Linked DNA regions of Gossypium hirsutum: region 2 is linked to region 1. The links are chromatin contacts, called in public Hi-C maps. All regions are on one chromosome and are shown on one strand. The core of a region is the stretch at or near the end of the contact, and the rest is flanking DNA. Distances in the headings are between cores, read along the strand shown.

Evidence for each region. A called contact is a pair of places that touch in the nucleus more often than the background predicts.
Region 2: a Hi-C map of leaf shows a contact between it and region 1, with 1.9 times the contacts expected there. The contact joins the promoter of LOC107955252 here to the promoter of LOC107955249 in region 1. A contact is called at or near these places in 3 of 34 Hi-C or Micro-C datasets (hypocotyl and leaf).

Annotation. Positions count from the first base shown.
Region 1 is chrA07:45,959,374-45,963,757 of Gossypium_hirsutum_v2.1, reverse strand. It overlaps LOC107955249 (protein WHAT'S THIS FACTOR 1 homolog, chloroplastic), which reads right to left and starts at 2,501. Exons shown (of 1, transcript XM_016890990.2): 1 at 536-2,501. The coding sequence starts at 2,263. The coding sequence ends at 1,016.
Region 2 is chrA07:46,095,333-46,099,280 of Gossypium_hirsutum_v2.1, reverse strand. LOC107955252 (E3 ubiquitin-protein ligase RNF4) reads right to left here and starts at 2,231. Exons shown (of 6, transcript XR_001699871.2): 1 at 2,006-2,231; 2 at 1,009-1,293; 3 at 836-890.

The DNA of each region.
Region 1 (4,384 bases), core at 1,252-3,751:
CCTCTCCACCCTCTTAGCCATTAAGATAAGTATACCCTTTGATGCAGTGAATCTCTATGCAGTGGCGAAGTCAAAAAAAATTTTTAGGGGCGCCGGATAAAATTTTAATTTTTTATAATTTATATTTTTATAATTTGTAAAAGATTAAATTGAATTTTTATAATTTTAAGGGGGGCTAAAGTGCAATTTTAACTTTACTAATTTAAAATTTTTAAAAAAATTTTAAAGGCCTAAAATGCAATTTTCCATTTTAGGGGGGCCGGGCCCATGCCAGCCCCCCCTGGCTACGCCCCTGTCTCTATGAAAATCTTTACTACTGTGACGGTGGACACATCTCCGATCTGAATCAATAAATACAATGGACACTCAACCAAAACTGAGTTCCCGCAAACTCGAGAAACAAAGTCATAGAGGAACCTGTGGAAATTGAGTCATCAAGAACTCAAAAGAGACACGGGTAGCAGCCACCTGATGCAAATCATGACCAAACTCATAAATACAACATGCCGAAATAGGTGTGATTTTCTCATGCAACTTCAACCAAAAAAAGTTTGATGCTCGGTTTCTAAGAAATTCATTATACAAGAATTCGGTTTTCCCTTTCAAAGGACCCTTTCCAAGATCTTTTCATGGCCGCACAAAGAAGAAGGAAGTTGCAACAAGTACAGTAAAAGTGCTAATCCATAAAAAAACGTTGAAAGCTAGAATGGGGACTAACTTCTCAAAGAAAGCTACAAAGCATGGATTCTAACTAGTGAAACAGCTTTACCAAACAGACATGAAGAGTACCAAATACCCAATACTTTGGATAAGAAAACCAATTCATGCTCCTTGTTCTCGAAAAAGTCAAGCAACAATCTGAAGATATCCCGGACAAAAGTGTAAGGTGCCTGCATTGTAGTTCCTCTCTAAACCACTGTGTTATATTAGATAAGTGAAATCCTCTCAAAACCAAATATAGAGCTCAGCATCATCAATAACTCAAAATCCAAGTCAAACTTTTATCTGTTCAAACTCAGAGCTCTGCCTCTTCACAACTTTGTTCACTCAATTCCCCATTCTTTGCTGCCATCATTTCCATATCCTTCTTAACTTGTTCTCTTCGCACCCTCAACATCTTGGCTCTCTCCCTCCATCCTTCCTCCAGCAACTCAACAAACTTATCCTTTATACCAAGTAACGGATCTTTATCAATCAACTCATCACCCTTATATGCCTCTCTCAGCACTGCAGTCTTGATCCCACCTTTTAGTGACATATAGAATATCCCTGAATGCCTCGTGAATGCACTAGAAAAAGCATTCGAAAACCTGTAGTCATTGGTAAACTTCCCCAATATCGGCACCGGAACCCGCTTCAACAATGACAGGGAAAGCAGCTCATGCAAAACTGCCACCATCCTCTTCTCCATTTCTCGTGAGGCTTGGTCCAAATGTGACACATCCTCATATGGAGAAATATAATCTAACTCCAACCAATCCCTAACCCATTCTCTCATTTCTTTCCTAAGAGAAAACCCCGGTGGTAACTTATAGTTAAAATTCGGCCTAACTCGAATCCCTGTTAAGTGGGATTCCTCTTCTGCTCTTTGCTCGATAACAGATTTAGCGAACTCAGGATTCCACTCAACCAATTCCAGAAACGATTGCCCCTCTCCAGGGGACCCTGTTAACCTAAAGTAATTCGAATACTTGGGCACTAAGTTAACCAAAAAATCATTTGGCAAACCAAATTCCCTCTTCGCATGAACCAATTTATCCACACTAATCACCTTATATCTAGACATCATCAACAACTTACAAAGCTTAGAAACAACCAAGTCCTCATTTTCATCATAAATCCGTTTTTCTTCTTCTAGGAAATTCCTCAGCCTATTACTAGGCCGCAAAAACGGGACAAGATCGGATTTTGGTCTAATCCGATCATAGTATGTATCGAAAAGACCCGGGTTATTGTTAATGAAGGTTTTAACTCTGACATTAAGGCGTAACCTCTCCCGGCTTTTGTCTAAGTAGCGGAGTGGGATGGCTTGACCCGGTTCGTTTAGGACTTCCTTGACGACCCGGGCACAGAGCTTGTATCGTTTATCGTTTTCAATTGCTTTATCTAATGTCCAATCTTTTCTCCAAACAACTTTGAGGCTTGAAATGGGGTTAAATTGGAGGGTGAACTTAGGGTTTAAGAAAGATTTGAAGTTATGCTTAAGGTTGAAAATGGAAGGAAAACTGGTTTGGGATTTGAAGAGAATACCTGGAATAATCATTTGAAAATGGAAGGAAAACTGGTTTGGGATTTGAAGAGAATACCTGGAATAATCATCGAGGGAGAAAGGAAACCCCAAAGCAATTGATCAGACTAAAACATTGAAATGACTCTTGGAATTCTCAGTAGGAAGTTGGGTGCAAAGCAGAATTTGTGAATAGTAGAATTTAGGGTTTAGTGGGTGAAGTAATGAAAACAGTTAACAAGAGGCAAGCCCAATAGGACCAGATGGACTACTCTGAAATGGATAAAGAAAATACGCTTTCTTACCCTAATAATATAAAAATAATAATTTTTTTTCTGAAATAGGATAGAAAAATTATTTAAAAAATAGGCAAAACAGATTGTGTTTCACTGGTGGCATTTTAGCAATCAGTGACATTACCCTAAGAAAATATATTTTTTTTAGTATTGTTTGAGCAATCGACGGAACCAGTATATATTGCCATATTTTTTATGAATATCAAATTAAGAAAATATTTTTTAATGGTAGGGAGTATTAGTTGAAATTTTTAGAATAGATAAATTAAAGAAAAGGAAAAATAAGAAAAAAAGCTGAAAATGTGGAAATTAAGTAAAAAAGGTAACCGATCAATCACGATTTCTGCTTAATTTCCCTTTCTCCTTTTTTTTTATCTGTTGTTATTATTGAATTTTAAACTTATTTTATGTTTAAATTTTTAGTACAAAAGGGGGGGTTTGGTCCCCCGCAACAACCACACGTGGTAAAAAAAAAAGGGAGGGTTAGACAAAAAAATTTGAGTGTTTGTTGGAGGTTTGAGGAGAAAAAATTAAGGATTATTAAGGTGTGTTAACTATTTTTTGTAATATTAAATTTGCAAAAAGAATTATTGTTTATATTTTAGATTAGATTTATGTTAAAGGATTATTAAAATAATATTAGATTAGATTATTATTATTATTAAGGTAATATTATATAATTTTGTTTGAATTATTAGAATTGTGTTAAAAGTAATATTAAGATAGTTTTGGTAGTGTATGTTTTTTTATATTGTAATACTAATTTGTATATTTTAAGATATAACATTCAACATTATATTTTTGTTTGACTTATTATATTTGTGTTAAAAGTAACATTAAGGTAATTTTGGTAGTGTTTTTTTTTTAATTATAATTTGTATATTTTAAGATATAACATTCAACATTATATTTTTGTTTGAATGATTAGATTTGTGTTAAAATTAATATTAAGATTGGTTTGACTAGTGTATATATTTTTTATATTGTAATATTAATTTTTATATTTTTATATTAAGATATAATTTGTATTTAAAAATTGCATATAAAAATTTAATTACAAAAATGGGTTAGGAAAAAAATAGTTTTTGTTATTTGTATATTGTTTATTTGTTTGGTCGACGATTTAATTTTTTATTGTTTCTGTAGATATCAAAATGGGTTCTTTGATAAGAGAACAATCACACAGTAAAGATGATTGATGTGCCGATAAAAAAATGTGTTATTTTTTATTCACGAGTATATATGTAAAGTTGCACGTAATTTTTTTATTTAATTGGAAGATTTTAACTAATGTACTAATTTAATATGGTTAGGGTGAGTATCGCATGCTGAGGGTGCATGTCCATGGTTCGAGCTACTGGTCGGATGAACGATTATGCCCTACGTAAATGTTGTCGGATTTCGACCAACGATATTGATCCGGATGTTTGAGTTGAGGGCAAACATAATCTCCGCATCAGCGCTTAGAGATGCACACATTTTATTTTTCGTGTAGAGAATGCACCATCACACTAGAAGATGTCGCACTGCAACTAGAGCTCCCCGTTGACAGTGATGCGGTCATCAATTCAAGCAAAGTGTTTGAACATGCGACACTCTACTACGACTTACTTGGACACTCACCTGATGATGGTGAAGCTATTAGATCTGGTGCCCTAAATGCAGTATTTTCGTCAATATACACTTATAATTTTTCAAACAAATTGGTTAATAAAACAAATCCATTTATTACGATTAATATACTTTGTATTATTATCCTCAAATGGCTTTTTCACGCAGAGTAAAATGGCAATAAATGTTGCTTATTGGTAGTCTAATGTTTAATTAATGCTAAGCAGTACTACATGGATAAATCATAAAA
Region 2 (3,948 bases), core at 982-3,481, 140 kb before region 1:
AGAACCACCATTCTCTAAGTTGATTGACCTATCCAGTGACAAGAAACATAAAACTGGAGTAGATCAGTTCGCTGCGAAATAACATTTACCTCACTTGAGGAAAAGGTTTGTTTTATTCTAGTGCTTGAGCCATCAGTAAACAGTACAACCCACTTCACAGGCCCCGATTAAGGGCAAACAGCTCAGAGACACGTGTATATTCTATAATCCCCTTAACAAACTAATATAGACTATAAAGTTATCAAAAATTAGTAGAATATAGTTCTAAATCTAAAGCAATCACACCAAAAATATGTTCTGAGAACTCGAGGACATACGAAACAAAGTTTTAATACAATTCTCAGAAGTATATAAAGAAAAAATTGATCAGTTTCTTCTATTGAGTTATGAGGCACATGATGTCAACTAGATTTCCACTTGGATTAAAGACATGTTTGGTTAATAGATTGTGATTGCTTTGCTTGTAATTGTCATTTCTGAATAGAATACATCCAGGTTCCTTCCGTATTCCCATTAATCTTTTATTATTATTATTATTATTATTTGGTATTTTATCACCCAAAAAAAACACACGAAAATCCCTTATGATCAACAAGTTAAAGGGTAGTCTTCAGTTTCCCTAAGGACCCTCTAACTCATAAAAATAATTAATCACCTAAATCATGTCAGAAATCAAATCATTATGGGCGTCAATAATATAACTAAAAAGGAATCTTTTGATGTCGAGCAGATATATAGAACAAGGTTCTTTTATGCAACATGCTTACGGCAATGCAGGTAGCAGATGATGAAAAAGAAAATATTAGACACACCCTTCCCTAATAAATTTAGCTACCTGAATCTACGTCAACAACAGTCCTTCCACGGCTTCTCCTAGAATTGTTTTTAGCCTGACATAAAACCCCAAGAAAATTAATAACAGTCGACATAATGCAAATGAATCCATAAAGACAAGTTTAATGTACAGTTAATGTGAAAACAAAATACTATTGAACAAGAACTGCATACCGCTGCGAATGCTATAGCAGAAGATTCAATTACATCATCATCAATAGCTTCAACATCAATAGTTGCAGGTGGTGGAGGCTGTACGGGTTGAGCAGTCAGTTGCTCAGATCCAGCCTGCTGCGAAGTACCCTCCTGTTCCCTGATTTCAGTGGGAGGAACATTGAGATCCAGGAGTGCCTTCCTTCGTCGATACCCTCTAAGAGAAGGCCCCCTCACTTCTATTGTGCTCATGTTCGGCTTAATATTTTTCCTAAGTGCTATTCAAATATGCAGCCTCAACAATACCTAAAAACAATCACCTTGAACTTCCACATCAAGTTTTCACTAAAACCAATAAATTCTTTCACCCGATTGAAGCACGAGAAAAGTAACACTTGAAAAGTATAAGAAACTCACAAATACTTGGTTCAATCTCGACAGTAACAAAAAAAAAACTCATGATTTAGAACTCAAAAAGATCCAGAAAATGAGCAGACAGACACTTAATTCTTCTAAATTCTTAATTTGAAAAAAATGAAAGAGTAATATGCAAATAGTAATTTGAATAATATTTTAGCAAAAAAGATATCTTTTTTTTTCTTTCTCAAGCTTGCTTCCTTAATGATCCAAACAGCACCATATGAGTGAACAACTGATTTCCATATTTCCAGCTTGATATTGTTGATTAAATTAATTTATTTTAAAGAAGTACGGGATAATGAACAACCACTCGACATAAAATCATTTTTTTTAAATTAGTCAACATTCGAACTAGAACCGATCGGCAGATAAAAACCCGCAACCAATCAATTATAACAAACTGATAATCAAATATAAAATGAACTTTAAAAAATTTAATCAAATTTAATTTAAGAACAATCAAGATTAGAAAAGAAATAATAAAAATATCTCAAATCTCAGCAATTGAACATCAACCAGATCACCGCATTGATTAAAACGAATTGAAAAAAAAATAAAAGAAATTAACAAGAGAAAGTATGAGAGATTAAAAAAATACCTTGAAATCATGGAAAAATGGAATCAATTTTCGAATTATTCCCAAAAGAAAAAAAAAAGAAGAAGAATTGGAAGGAAAAAGAAAATTAAGAATTGGAAGGAAGGAAGGGAGGGAGATGAGGGAAGGTGGAAAACCTTACGAAAATCTTGTGAATTTAGGGTTTTTAAACAGGCAAAAGATTTTAGTGCGAGGGAATGGAAAGGAACTGCTAGTCACAAACCAGGAAATCTTGGTTTCCACGTGGCTTGATCTCTCTGATTCTAATACCTGTCACGTGGTGACTCACATATGCACCACGTGGCTATTTTAAAAATCTTTGTTCATTTTTAAAAGTTAGATTCATCCTAGATTCTCATTCTTAGCAAGTGGCTTAATGTTTATGTGAAACTATGGAATAAAAATTTTAAAAATTTTATATTTTTTATACATTTGTAATTTAATTCTTATTTTAATTTTTAGGAATTTAATTTTTATATTTTTTGAATTTAAAAATTTAATTTAGTTATTATCATTATTAATTTTTTTATTAAATTTATTAGAGTAAAATTTTAAAATTTAAAATATATATTTACTTGATAATTATGTAATAATAATTATAATGTTGAAAATACTAATTAAAATTTTTTTTCCTTAAAATTACTCATTTGAACTTATCATGATAAAATATTTTTTGTTGTTGTTGTTGTGTTCATAAGAAAAATTGACATCAACATTTGATTGACATAATTAACATTATTAATTGTTTAGCCTAACTAATGATATTATAAAATAGAGGAATCAAATTGTATAAAAAATTAAAGCATGTATATATTAAATCTCACATTTCAGTATAATATAGAGACTATTATCTTATAATGGAAAAAAGAAAACAAAGACAAACTCAAAAGAAATGTGAAGCCACTCTATCAATCTCTAAGAGTTTTAAGACATTAAAATTATATATAACAACGTAATATTTTAATAAAAAAATTAACAATATTAATTATTTGAATTAATTAATAAAAAAATTTGAGAATAAGATGATGTGCCCCGTATGTGTTAATAGAAGGAAGATCATTTAGACCTTTTTATATCTATACTATTTGTAAACAATTATCAAAAATTCTCTTATTTGCAAAGTAAGATATATGATTTTGTAAGTGTTTTTTGTTTTTTATATTTTTATAAATAAAAATAAAAATTTAGGCTAAATAGGTCAAATGTGCCAAAAAAAAGTAAATTGATTAAATAGATAGATTTTTTGAAAATTTAGGGAAATAAATCGTTTTTAGAGAAAGTGTAAAAGCGCCCCGCACTGGATGCGTTTTCCTTTAAGTTAAATTACTTTTTTTATATAATTAGCTTCTAGCTAAATAGTTAAATGTTAGTGGTTTTGTTTTTGAGTTTCGAGTTAGATTCTTTTTTCCATTCACATTTGTATTTTTTTATTATCTTATTTTATTCTTACTTTTCTTATTATTCTATTGTTCTTGTCTTTTAATTTGAATTTTTTAATTTAATAAAGAAATAGTCTATTACAAATTGTTGAAAGATTCAATTCGTTAGAATCTAATCCAAGAATAGGAATTATTAGTAAAAATAGAATTTTCGAGAGATATAGAAAGATGCAAAACTCTATATTTCTATTCTATTTTTTCTCTATTTAAATTATATATACATATGCAATGGAGGAAGATAAATTTCATTTTATTTGTCTCTCCAAATTCGAATTTCATTTCACAGAAGAAAAAAATTCACTTTTTATCTTGTTGATAGAGGTTTATTCAATAGTAATATCAGATAAAAATAATTTTTCACATAATTTGTTTTTCGACAATTCCTTTTTTTGTCACAAAGTCAAAGCCCATTACACAGGTTTTGACTTTGATTCTGATAAACTAACTAACTACCTTTTCTCTACAAATAAAAAAATTTTCACTTAAGAGTCTAGCTCACTCAGAATA